Linked DNA regions of Mus musculus: all the other regions are linked to region 1. A link is a contact called in public HiChIP or PLAC-seq and promoter capture Hi-C data. All regions are on one chromosome and are shown on one strand. The core of a region is the stretch at or near the end of the contact, and the rest is flanking DNA. Distances in the headings are between cores, read along the strand shown. Region 1 holds the start of 3110009F21Rik (RIKEN cDNA 3110009F21 gene). Region 2 holds the start of Slc25a47 (solute carrier family 25, member 47). Region 3 holds the start of Degs2 (delta(4)-desaturase, sphingolipid 2).

Evidence for each region. Promoter capture Hi-C pulls out the DNA fragments that hold promoters and counts their contacts. HiChIP or PLAC-seq counts read pairs in DNA pulled down with a chosen protein or histone mark.
Region 2: a contact with region 1 is called in a promoter capture Hi-C map of liver, with 4 times the contacts expected there. The contact joins the promoter of Slc25a47 here to the promoter of 3110009F21Rik in region 1. A contact is called at or near these places in 1 of 39 promoter capture datasets (liver) and 1 of 115 datasets of contacts at active chromatin or transcription factors (pancreatic cancer cells).
Region 3: a contact with region 1 is called in a FOXA1 HiChIP or PLAC-seq map of pancreatic cancer cells. The contact joins the promoter of Degs2 here to the promoter of 3110009F21Rik in region 1. A contact is called at or near these places in 1 of 39 promoter capture datasets (hippocampal neurons) and 1 of 115 datasets of contacts at active chromatin or transcription factors (pancreatic cancer cells).

The regions. Positions count from the first base shown.
Region 1 is chr12:110,155,378-110,159,934 of GRCm38.p6, reverse strand. It overlaps 3110009F21Rik (RIKEN cDNA 3110009F21 gene), which reads left to right and starts at 1,862. Exons shown (of 3, transcript NR_045466.1): 1 at 1,862-2,096; 2 at 3,594-3,663.
Region 2 is chr12:108,847,939-108,852,472 of GRCm38.p6, reverse strand. Slc25a47 (solute carrier family 25, member 47) reads right to left here and starts at 1,344. Exons shown (of 6, transcript NM_001012310.2): 1 at 1,266-1,344. The coding sequence starts at 1,293.
Region 3 is chr12:108,700,960-108,704,965 of GRCm38.p6, reverse strand. It overlaps Degs2 (delta(4)-desaturase, sphingolipid 2), which reads left to right and starts at 2,660. Exons shown (of 3, transcript NM_027299.5): 1 at 2,660-2,805. The coding sequence starts at 2,724. Gm40572 (a long non-coding RNA gene) reads left to right here. Exons shown (of 4, transcript XR_872978.2): 4 at 921-1,442.

The DNA of each region.
Region 1 (4,557 bases), core at 613-3,112:
GATACCAGGTTGCTGATTGTAAGGCAGGAGTGGATAAAGCAAAGCTGTTAAGACCTAGAAGGCTATGGTGAAACGTAGTCATGATTCAGAAGTTTGAATGATCGGGATCCAAACCACTCGCTCATGCCTGTAATGGCTGCTCAGAAATTGCAGAAAGCTTTAGTTTAGGGAGTTTAGGGAGACTCAGCCTCAAAGAAACAGGTGGAGAGTAATAGAGGAGGAACCAGTATACTACACTACACTACACACTCACACAAACACTCACACATTCTAGACACACACACACACTCATACACACTCAGACACACACACACTCATACACATACACACACACACACACACACATATATATATATATACATACACACACTCATATATACTTACACAAATGCACACACACATGCACACAGACACCCCACACAAACATATACACACATACACAGATACATATGCACATGGACACCCCTACCCACCTACATACACATGCACACAGATACCCCCCAGACACAGATACACACAGACATACATAGATATACACACTACACATCGCATACAGACATACATACAAATACCACACACAAATGCACACACAACAAACATACCACTCCTGCACCCTCACCCCACACAGACACACATAGACACACACCACACACACATATACCACACATACACACACACTACACACACACACCACACCAGAGACACAGACACACACACACCACACACATGCAAATAGATAACCAAATGATAAATAAAAAAAATCTCTAAAATAACATCCAATTGATAGCGTGCATGGTGGCACCTGTCTGTTAGCCTTAACATTTGGGAGGCAGAGTTAGAGGACACAGAATTCGAGGCCAGTCTGGACTACATAAGACCCTGGCCTCAACAGCTTTTAAACAGAAAAGTGATAGGTTATCTATGATCTGAAGCTGGCAGGGGGAGCAGAGGGAGAGCCCTGAGAAGTCTGGCTGAAGTCAGTGAGGGCGAGAGCAGGGTTGGCCAGGCACTCACAGCGTAGATGGAGATGGGAAGAGTGTGGGAGAACCCAGTGTGGTTGGAGCTGAGCAGAGGCTCAGAACCTTCTGCTGGGACAGTGAATGCTTCAACGCCCTGCGTGTTCTGCATTCCCTGTTGCATGGGGGAACCCTCAGCTCTGCCCAAGTGCTATGAAACTGACCACATACTCATAAACAATGCAGTGCGGGGCGGCTATGTTCTAATAAAGCTTTATTTGCAAATGCGGGCAGTGGGCAGCATTCTCATACTTGTGGCTTTCAGATCCTTGATCTTAACAGGATGACGGTGGTCACACCCCCTAGGAGGGGTCTGCAGATGTTTCTGATTGTCAGGACTTAGGGAGGGGAGGCTAGGAATGCTGACTAATGTCCTGTGATACACAGGACGACCCCCATGATAGCACACCACCCCCTAACCCCCACTGATGTTAACAGTGCCCTGGCTAAGAATTAGGGTCTGAGCACAGAACAACCTGTGGCCATGTGATCACTGGGGACGGAGTGACTCAGGAAATGACAATGTGGGTTTGCCGTCACGGACTCACCTCTTCTTTCCATACAGCACATGAGTGGTGTGAAAACGATGAACTCCCCATTAAACTTAGGTCAGTAACTAAAACCATGAATGGCCTGGCTGGAGGGCTGTAGTAACTTTAAACACATTTCTTTTTACTGCGTGTTTATGGGCAGCCATTTAGGTCTCTCCAGAAGGACATGCTGCATCGATTAAGATCTCGGTGGGTCATGTGTTCGGAAAACATTAAACAGACCCATGCTGCTCTGAAAGCCTCTGCGGTTCCCTTCCCCTGTGACCCCAGGGTCCAGCCACACAGGACTGTCCCATAGATGAGACTCTGCTCCCTCCAAACGTCGACCACACATATGCCCCATGGGCTTTTGTTTTAAATCCCCTCTTTGGTTCTATTTGCCTCTTAGCATGGAGGAACTTTGCAGGGATGACTTGGGGCTGAAGGGCAGTTAGTTGAGCTGATTTACTCTCCTGGGTGAATATTAAGCTCTATTCATTTCTTATTCATGTCTGAAGAACCTTCATGAATGTATCATCAGCCATAGCAGGTAAGCACGTGGTCAGCTCTGTGCAGGTGGGTGCCCTGACAGCCATGCCGGAGTCCCGGTCCCTTCTATATCTCTATGTGCCTACAGAGTGGCCCAACTTACTGGCCTGGTTGTTGATGCCTTTGTGGCTTTGGGAAGCAGGGTTGGGGTGTCTTGTCTACCCCCAAAATTCTTCTGTCACAGCCTAAAATAGTTTTGGAAAGAAATACTCTGTTTCTCTTACAATATTTTCAAGCTATTTGAAAAATTTACAATACTGTTCAGTGTTGTAACTTTTGACATACTATAACATCGCCTTTAAAAATACTTGTTACATTATAACATGCAGTTTGGTGCCTTAATGAGCTGATAACCAATGCCAATGCTCTTAGAAATATCTGTGTTATTTCAGTTTTTAAAATTGTATACTTTCCCACATACATATCTATGGCAAGGTCTCAGCGTGTAGCTCCATTGGCCTGGAACTCATTATGTACAGCAGCTGGCCTCAAACTCACAGAAATCCTCTGCCTCTGCCTCCTGAGTGCTGGGATTAAAGACATGCACCACCATGCCTGGTCCAACACTGGTATTTCTTTATACAATTCATCTTATATATTTTAAAAATAACACTTGCCAGGCATGATGGGCTCATGCTTAGAATCTCGGCAAAGAAACTGAGGCAGGAGGATTAACAAAAGATTAAGTTCACGCTGGAGCCAGCATCTCACTAGCCTGGGTGATGGCCTGAGACCCATCTCAAAATAGCACAACAAAACTTTCATTTTAAAATAGTTTTAGACTAATTGAAGTCTTTCAAAATGGGCAGTGGTCCCGTATCCTATACTGACTCCTGTGACGGCATGCTACAATAACAGGACACATTAATCACACCGAATGCCCCAGTCCCCAATGCATTAGTATGCCAGGACCCACCCTGCCTCCACCTCTTTACTTCTGACTGTTCCCACATGCCGCTCCGTGCCTGGGTGCATTTAACGAGGACAGTCTGTTTGATCTTTCCTTACACTTGATCGTTTGAGGGACACTAGTCAAGTGTCTGCAGGGTTGGCCTCACTGGGATTCATCTGGTGTTTTCCTGGTGCTTAGCCAGGTGTTGAGAGGAAGGCCCAGGTGAAGGACCGTTTCCTCCACCGCTCTCCTGGACACAGGCTGTCAGCACGCCCAGTCCCTGCTGTGTTGACCCTGCTCTGTTGACCTACATTGCCCTGCTGACGCACTGCTGGGCTTCCCCACTGAGAAGCTGCCAATCTTCCTGGTTCCCTAGTGTCCTCTTTGGGAGGAAGTGACCACGCACAGGCCACGTAAGAGGGTGGCAGGTATATGACACCTATCTGAGGCTAGAGGACCTACATAAACAACTCCAATCGCTCATCTTCTCACCCCCCCCCCCAACTTGATTATTTATTCCATCTGTTAAGTGAGACAAGGCTCCGGTGTGTTTATTGTATGTTTTGGGCTCCTATCCAATACTATGCTATTTATTCTGTTGCTCAGACAGATGCAGATCTGGCTCCTGGGGATTCATCCCGTGGGTGTCTGTGACTGTGGCCCTGCTGACATTCAGGTACTTTATGGGGTTTGTGGTCATGGTTGCTCCGTTTCTTCTTTCCAGGCATTTCATTTAAGAGGCTTCAGGCTTCTTGTGTTTCCTTCTGCTAGAATCCCAATTCTCGTTCTCTCTCTCTCTCTCTCTCTCTCTCTCTCTCTCTCTCTCTCTCTCTCTCTCTCCCTCCCTCCCTCCCTCCCTCCCTCCCTCCCTCCCTCCCTCCCTCCCTCTCTCTCTCTCTCTCCCTCCCTCCCCCTTCCTCCCTTCCTCCCTCCCACCTATCTGTTTGAGCACACTCATGAGTGTGTGGTAGGCCAGACACTAATCCTCTGTGTTTTTCTCAGCCACCATCCTCCTGATTTTTTGAGCTAGGGTCTCCTTCTTGGCCAGGGGCAGACAGACTCAGTTCGGCTGACTGGCTGTCAAGCTCCAAGGATCCCCCTGCCTCTGCGCCCTCAGCACTGGGACTACAGATGCACTGTCACACTGGGGTCTTAACGTGGGCCCTGGGGACCTGAACGCAGGCCCTCATCATCTCCCCAGCCCCTCCCCTCACTTTCAGGATTTCCCGGAAGCCTGTCAGAAACCAAGATTTATGTCTAAGAGATGGATGCATCCACCATTACTCAGGTGCTGGCGCCGTGTGGAGCTCTCTGCTCTTGGGGCAGAAGAATATCTGTGGGGGGTTAGGCACACACAATCAAGACGAGCTCCACACGTGACCAGCTATGTTTGCAGGACGCTTACCACGAGTTCCTGTCTACTTGCTCCTTCCAGCTCTCCTCACATGACTCTCTGGCCTCTCCTCCCCTCCTCTGTGCTACCCCCTCTCAAATAACACAGTTCCTTTCACCGCCTCCCCCAGGTGTGTTAGGGAGACACTCTGCACTGTGTCACAAGACGGGCGCTTTG
Region 2 (4,534 bases), core at 95-2,594, 1.3 Mb after region 1:
ACTTCTAGAACCAGGGCCTCCATAATACAGCCAGCACAACCTTTGAAGAAACTCAGGGGCCAGTGAAGTGCTTGGGCTTTCTACCCCAGGGTAAAGATCCTAAGGATATTTAATCCTAGCACTTGGGAGGCAGAGACAGGCGGATTTCTGAGTTCAAGGACAGCCTGGTCTACAGAGTGAGTTCCAGGACAGCCAAGACTATACAGAGAAACCCTGTCTCGAAAAAAAAACAAAAACAAAAGATCCTAAGGATGGCAAGACCCATGGGCTAGCAGAAGAGGGAGTTCCTAGGGGCAGGATATAAAGCAAGTGCCTGACAGGAGGCTCCGATACATCTCTTAAACACTTTACCAACTCCTATCCACCCTCAAAGCCATCCTCTCTTAGGCCTCCTTTCTGTGCCTCCGCCCAGAAACATGCTGATCAGGGTCTGCGTCCCATGGCCTTGTTGCTAGGCCCCATATTCCATGGCCTCCTCTAGATCTAGAGTTCTTCAAGGACAGGCTTGGGTCCAAGTCCCTAGGACCGGGGACCCAGGCCCAGCACAGAGCAAGGATTCTCCTGACTAGGACCTTTCCTGTGGCTATAAGGAGGATGTGGCTTCCATGTGACTTCCTGTGACACCAACACTCAGGGGAGCAGCCAGCCTCAGGATGGTGTAGGTCAAGACCCTGGCAGCAGAGCCAAGGCCAGGAGCCATCCTCCCTGAAGCTGAAGCTGGGACTCTCTTTCCTTTCTAGCCCCCAGGCTGTTCCCAGCAGTGAGAAACAGCCACCCACAGCTATCTATTTCACAATAGCTGCAGGGCCAAGGGTGCCTCACTCAAAGTAGCCTCACAGCCTGAGGATCAATGGTGCTCACAGGGAGTCCAGCAGGCAGCCACCTCTGAGGGAGACAGTTTCAGCCGCAGGGGAGCTAGATGTTAGCAGTAGGCCTCAGTGGGCCAGAGAACCATCCGGCTGGGCCTGCTTGACATCTAGCCCCTGCTCCCTGCGAACAGAACTCCTGGGTACACAATTCTTCCCTGGAACCTTCTGTCTCTCCCCAGGACTCCAGCCATCTCAGCCCACAGGGTCAAGTTCCTGCTCCCAAGCCAGGAATCTCTAGACTGGCTCAGCCTCCTGCCTGATCTTCAAGGCTATGTGGTCCGTGCCCATGGATCTGCTCAAACCCTGACTGCACAGGGCTGCCACACACATACACACACACAAGCACACCACCCCAACCCTCCCCAGCCCCTGCGCCCCTCTATCCAAGTCTTATACCTCCAATGGCCCCAGCAACAAAATCCATGGACAGCACAGAAAATGAGAAGGTTTCCGGTGTTACTGCCAATGCCACACTGGCCGGCTCCTACAAATCCTGCAGATCTTAAATACCTGTGAGCAGAGGCGGAGCTAGGGCTGTTTAACAGGCTATTTTGATGCCCACACTCACATGCCCCACAAGGTTCGGGGTGCCAATGACCCGAGCATCGGGAAAGCATGTGAGAGGTCATGGGAGGTAGCCAGCTCCCAGACCTAAGTCTGCCTCTATCCCCAGACTCAGATTAGGCCGGGCTTCCTACTGCTTATGGTGATGGCATAAACAGTGGTCCCTTCGGAGATGTACCCCACTTTACATGTCACCTCCAGCCCTAAAAGGGAGGGAAAGCAAAAGCCTGTTCTCATCATGGAACCACCAAAACCCCAAAGGGGACTTGCCTGAGGCAGGCACTACCTAAGAGCCAATCTATTTGATGGCGGCCAGCCGATGCAGAAAGTGCAGCCTTGTCTCTATGGCTACGGCTGCTAGTTCAGTTCAGGGGCTCAAAGACGCAGGCTGCAGCCCTACAGGGGGCCTTCGAGCCAGAGAGCTGCCAAATGAAGGGAAGGGGCATGCTGACATGGGGCATTCTGCAGTTCTGTCTGAATGACCCTCAGGGCAGGGCATCAGGAGGCCACGTGTCCACCTGTTTTTCTGTTCTCCGTAGGCTGGCCTTGAACAGGCTGGTTTCAAACTAGGGATGACCCCTCGCCCTGACAGTTTGTCTATGTTTAGACAAGTCGTCAGTGCTGGCTGCCACGGCAGAGGGCAGAGGGCAGAAGAGGCCAGAAAGCATCCTGTCCAAGGCCAACCTCGATGTCCATCCTGGCCTGTGCAGGGGCATGGCTCAGCATCTGGTTGGAAGTTGACACTGCCATCTGGCTTTGTGACATCTGGCTTTGTGACAAGATCTTTGAGCTCCCTATAACCTCTGCTTCTGCACCCACAAAATCTGTGCACACACAGAGCAAGCTCCAGCTGGGTTCCTGCAGAATCGCCAGCCAAATTCATTAACAGAAGGTCGAGAGGGAGACGATGGGTTGTCGCTCTAGAGAGGAAGCTGAGCCAGATGTTACACTCAAGAAGCTAGGACCTCGGATAATGAGGGAACCTAAAACACACTATCCACCTAAGAGGACCGAGCCCCTTCAGTCCCATATTGCCAATGGTTAGGGCATCCACCCCAACAGTAGGGCCCAAGACCCCAGTTTACCCCAGACACCTTTCTCTCTCTGCCGATCTTGGTGTCTGTCCTCCATGATCTCAGTCAGGTCCAGCTGCCACTGTCCACCGACACTCCTCTAACTGTGTCATTGTTCTTGGACAGCAGCCCACCTGTCCAGGCTCCTGATGCATGCAACTAACACATGCCAGGTACCAAAGCGTAGGACTCCTCAGTAAACACAACAACCTAGTCTCTGTCCTAGAGACCTGATGTGCTGGAAGTGAAACAGAGAGCCCTTGACAGCCAGGAAAAGCCCAGAGGTGATTGCAAGGACTGGTGTGGGTCAGCAGCTGCTCCCAGCTGAACCCAGCAGCTGCTTGTCGAAGCATAGCAGCTATGACAACCCACAGGAGACTCTCAAAAGAGTGGGCCTAGTAGTGTCCTGCTATTTTTTTTTTTTTTTTTTTTTTTTAGTTTTTTCAAGACAGGGTTTCTCTGTGTAGCCCTGGCTGTCCTGGAACTCACTATGTAGACATGGCTGACCTTGAACTCAGAAATCCACCTGCCTCTGCCTCCCAAGTACTGGGATTAAAGGCATGTGCCACCATTGCCCTGTCCAGTGTCCTTCATGATGCAGGAGGCTCATGAGTCTCTTGAGGCCTCTGTCTTAGTCAGGGTTTCTATTCCTGCACAAACATCATGACCAAGAAGCAAGTTGGGGAGGAAAGGGTTTATTCGGCTTATACTTTCATACTGCTGTTCATCACCAAAGGAAGTTCAGGACTGGAACTCAAGCAGGTCAGAGGCAGGAGCTGATGCAGAGGCCATGGAGGGATGTTCTTTACTGGCTTGCTTCCCCTGGCTTGCTCAGCTTACTCTCTTATAGAACCAAGACTACCAGCCCAGAGATGGTCCCACCCACAAGGGGCCTTTCCCCCTTGATCACTATGTGAGAAAATGCCTTACAGTTGGAGCTCATGGAGGCATTTCCTCAACTGAAGCTCCTTTCTCTGTGATAACTCCAGCTGTGTCAAGTTGACACAAAACTAGCCAGTACAGCCTCTCTCTACCCTAAGAGTACCTGAAAGAGCCTTGAGCACACAATGTCAGAAACAATGGGCACCTCACCTCAATTTATAAGTCAGATTCATTGACAGTGATTTGCCAAGTAATCCTGAGTTGCCTGCTGCTGCAGCCATCAGCAATCAGAGGTAGAGAGCTCATGAGGACATAGGTGAGAGTCTGTGGAGACTGAATAAGTCTTAGGAGATGCAAGTGCAGACACGGTAGGTACAGGCCACTGGAAGAGTCAGTTTGAAGTGGGCTGTGTCATAGGCAGAGGATGCTGAAGCAGGGGACAGAGGATGAGTTCTCACTCTGGCAAAATTCCTGTGGAAAAGGCCGGGACCAAGTGACAGCCACTCAGCGTGCCTGCCCCCGTCTAGACTTGGGTGCCTCTTTTAGAGATCCAAGTGAGGGATTCCATCTTGTTTAGTTGATAAGTCCATGTCCTGGAACTCACTCTGTAGACCAGGCTGGTCTTGAACTCAGAAATCCGCCTGCCTCTGCCTCCCGAGTGCTGGGATTAAAGGTGTGCACCACCATGCCCGGCTCACAAGCAGCATTCATAAACAGAACAAATAAGTGATCAGTGTGTGCCCCCTGGTGTGCCAGCAGGTGGCATTCACCTGTGTAAATGCTCAGTGTGTGCCTCCTGGTGTGCCAGCAGGTGGCATTCACCTGTGTAAATGCTCAGTGTGTGCCCCCTGGTGTGCCAGCAGGTGGCATTCACCTGTGTAAATGCTCAGTGTGTGCCCCCTGGTGTGCCAGCAGGTGGTATTCACCTGTGTAAATGCTCAGTGTGTGCCCCCTGGTGTGCCAGCAGGTGGCATTCACCTGTGTAACAGTGCTGTGGAATCATTTCTCGGCACTTACACTCAAAACAGAGTGTGTTGGTTTGAATGGGAATGGACCCCATGTTCCACGTATTTGAATGCTTAATCATCAGGAAGTGTCATGTTTGAAATGATTAAAAGGATCAGAAGGCCTTGTTTGTAGGCTTTA
Region 3 (4,006 bases), core at 1,411-3,910, 1.5 Mb after region 1:
TGTTTAAAACATCACTAGTGATGTTTGGCAAGGTGTCTACCCCTGGGGTGCACTGATGACAGCCTCAGTGATTTATTGCTAGTAACACAAGGAACACCCTGGAAAATGACAATGTGAACCACACATATCACAGAACCGCTCAGCTTGGCATTCCCGTCAGCCACTGTGACTCACGGCACATGATTATATAGCGTGCATTTACCTATCAGCTCATACCAGCATCACTTCAGACTGTGAGATGCATGTGTTACCATGGTGCTTGGCCACACAATGCTTTAGCTCCTTTAAAATCTCACAGGATCATTGCTCCATGTGTGCTAAGACGTGCCTCTTGGAGACACCAGAGATACACACGTATATCTGCAAAACACCCCAAACTCTCTTTCTCCTTTGACAGAGTCTCACCCTGGAGCCCATGCTGGCCTCACCCTTGCAATTCTGACTCAGCCTCCTGAGCCCAGGGGTTACAGGAATGTTGCACCATGTCTGGATACCTCAGTCATCTTTGGCCTCAAAAGTTTTCTCCTCTATGAATTGAGGACACCACCTGGTTGCTTTTCTCTGGGCAGGAGGTGTCTCATGCAAAGCTTATGTTTTCTAACCCCTGACCTGGGCCCGACCAGGAGGCAGGTGGTGCCTGGAGGGCAGAACAGGAACCTAGATAGAGGCATCAAGATGGGTGATCAATGTAAGGCAGTACGTTGACCCTGGCAGCTCTCCAGAACAGAGGTTAGGGGCTCGGTCCAGTTACAGGTCTGCTTGTCTCCATTCCTGCCTGCCTGAGATGTGGCTTTCTCATCTGGCCTCAGATCTCTCATTTGGCAACTGGTGGGATGGCGGCTGAGAGTTTGTTTGTTCATTTGCTTGGTTTTGTTTTGTTTTTTGTTTGTTTGTTTGTTTGTTTGTTTTTGATGTGGCAGTAATGGGCCTCTGGCCCTGGCTCCCATATGCTGCAGTGAGGACAGTGTGACTGAGTGTCTGCCCTGTTGAACTGTGGAGTCATCCGAAGTGCCCGCCGTGCTCCAGACACCGCTGGCTGTCTAAGTCCTCTCCCCCAGCTCTACCTGGGGTTGAGAGTGACCCATGCTTCTAGACTTCCGGAAGATGAAGACTCTGTCTGTCCCATGTCTGCCCTTGGTCTTGTCCCCTGTGCTAGGCAGGGTCATAGAGAGGCCAGGCTCTAAGGCTCTGGAAGAGCAGAAGCAGGGGGAGAGCAGGTAAGAGCTCTGCTGTCACAGACCAAGCCCTCTCCTGCTGAAAGCTCAGAATACCCAAGATACAATTCACAGACCACATGAAGCTCAAGACAAAGGGAGACCAAAGTGTGGGTGCTTCGGTATGTCTTAGAAGGTAACAAAATACACACTGGAGCAAATACAGAGACAAAGTGTGGAGCAGAGACTGAAGGAAAGGCCATCCAGAGACTGCCCCACCCGAGGATCCATCCCATATACAGTCACTAAACCCAGACACTACTGTGGATGCCAACAAGAGCTTGCTGACAGGAGCCTGATAGAGCTGTTTCCTGAGAGGCTCTGCCAGAGCCTGCCATATACAGAGGCAGTTGCTCGAAGCCAACCATTGGACTAATCACGGGGTCCCCAATGGGGGAGTTAGAGAAAGGACTGAAGGAGCTGAAGGGGTTTGCAATCCCATAGGAAGAACAACAATATCAACCAACCAGAGCTCCCAGGGTCTAAACCACCAACCAAGGAGTATACATGGAGGGCTCTGTATATGTAGCAGAGGATGGACTTGTCAGGCATCAGTGGGAGAAGAGGCCCTTGGCCCTAAGAAGCTCGATGCCCCAGTGTAGGGGAATGAGAGGGCAGGGAGACAGAAGTGGGTGGGTAGGTGGGGGCACACCCTCATAAAAGCAGGAGGAGGGGGCATGGAATAGGGGGTTTCTGGGGGGGATGGGGAAAGGGGATAGCATTTGAAATGTAAATAAATAATAAATAAAATATCCAATTAAGAAAAAAAAAAAAAGGATGCCCGAGGCGCCTTACTTCTTAAGCCTTGCACCTGCGGATCCCCTAACCATCAATCTCCTCCCCTTTCTCTGGCTATTGAGCTACTTGTCCTACAAGATCCAGTGCAGAAGCTGCTCCAAGACCAATCTGCGCCATGGCACAGATCACCCTGAATCATGTCTATACCTCCAGCCCTCGTGTTTGACTCTTCTGCATTTTTGTTGTGTCTTTATGTCACTCTGCCTGGACACGCTGGGAAGACGTTGCTGGGGCCTGCCTGTCCCAAGCTCCAGATAGCCCTCTTCCCAGCTTCTTCTCCCCCAACATTCCCACTTACTCCCCTGTGGGGACCCGAACGCCCAAATCAGAAGACCCAGACACCCATGAGTCCCAGCGTGAACTGCGCTCCACGATAAGGCAACCCTGGCGCGGAGACAGGTGTGCACCGGAGCGCACCGCCTACAAGTTGCCTGGGGCTTTGCCACACCGCCAGGAATCCAAGATTACTGGCGGCCCCTGCAGGACTGCCAGGGTGCAGGAGTGACCGCATCTCCCAACCCAGGCCACTTGGGTTCCAGGGGACCACCGCGACCCGCCCCTAGGTCCGCCCACGAGGAGACTTAGCCTCAACTCCGCCCCTTGCCCCCGGCCCCGCCCGGGTCCCTAGGTCCCCGCCCGCGACACCTAGGTATGCTGTGACAGGTGAACACTGCGCAGCGGAGAGCTCGCTAGGGCTCCAACGTCCCCACCATGGGTAATAGCGCGGCCCGCAGCGACTTCGAGTGGGTCTACAGCGACCAGCCGCACACCCAGAGGCGCAAGGAGATGCTCGGTGAGCGCGCGCGAATCTAGCTGGGACACAGTAGCCACAATGGGGTGAATAGGATATGGGCGGGGGACAGTGCGCACGGGGGTCAGGGGTGGTGTGGTGGTGGGCCAGCGCGCCCCGCGGGTTCTTCGCCTGCAGCTAGTATGCGCCTGCTGTGTGCAGACCCTGCTCAGGAAGCAGGATATGCCTTTTTCCTTGGGGACGCGGGAGACCCCGAAGATCCCACCGGAGGATAGTAGCTTTCCTGCGGTGGATCTCTCCGAGGTCCCAGGGTGGGCACTGTCATGCGGATACCCCGCTGCGCGCTGGAGGACGCTACACTCCCTTCTCTCCAGCCATCCCTTTGGCGCTGGAGCATCTGTAAACGCTTGTATTTCATCAGATCAGCAATGCTGTTTCCTGTGGGTTTAATTCGAGTAAGTTTAACTCGCATTTATTCAACGGCCACCTTCAGTTTTAGTTGCCAGCGGCATCCGGGCTGGTCTCCTGGTCTCCAGGTTGTCGTTGGCCAGGTCTTGAACTGATAGGTCTGTTCTTGGAGCTTTCACTTTTTTGACATCTTCCTGACCGGCCCCTAAACTGTGCAAGCTTCCCTGTGACTTTTACATCTTTCAAATTCAGTTTGTGCCTGAGCTGCTGCTGCAGCTGCAATTGAGGGCTCAGGACCTAGAAACTGTTCTGTGGGTTTGTTCTTGTGGTTGTCTCCCACATGTCTGGGTTAGGCATCCTCCCTACTCTTGTGAACTTACCAGGCACAGCAGAAGGGACCTTGGTTCCCCTTCCTGTGCCACAGGAGGAGAGCAGGTGCCTGAGGGTGCTGAGGCTGGAGCAGGGGCCTCCTCAGCTTCTCCCCTGTCTCTCCAGTTTCCCTTTCTGAATTCTCTGGGCACCTGGCATTAGGTAGGGAAGACCTGTGGACAGGGACAGGGACACGTGCTCATGGGATCCAGAAAGACCACACCTGTGTGTGTCTGCATGTGCGGGTGCGCGCGCACACACACACACACACACACACACACACACACACACACACACACACACACAGAGGTGGGGGGGGGGAGGGAGGGACCTGCCAAATGTGGTCACATTCTACATTGCCTGGTACATTGCTAAGAGGATGAGGTAGGCTTCCTGAGGGATGGGAGCGGGTAAGGTATCTGGGACTCTAGGATACATGAAAGGTTCCTGACTCCTAGCTGCACAA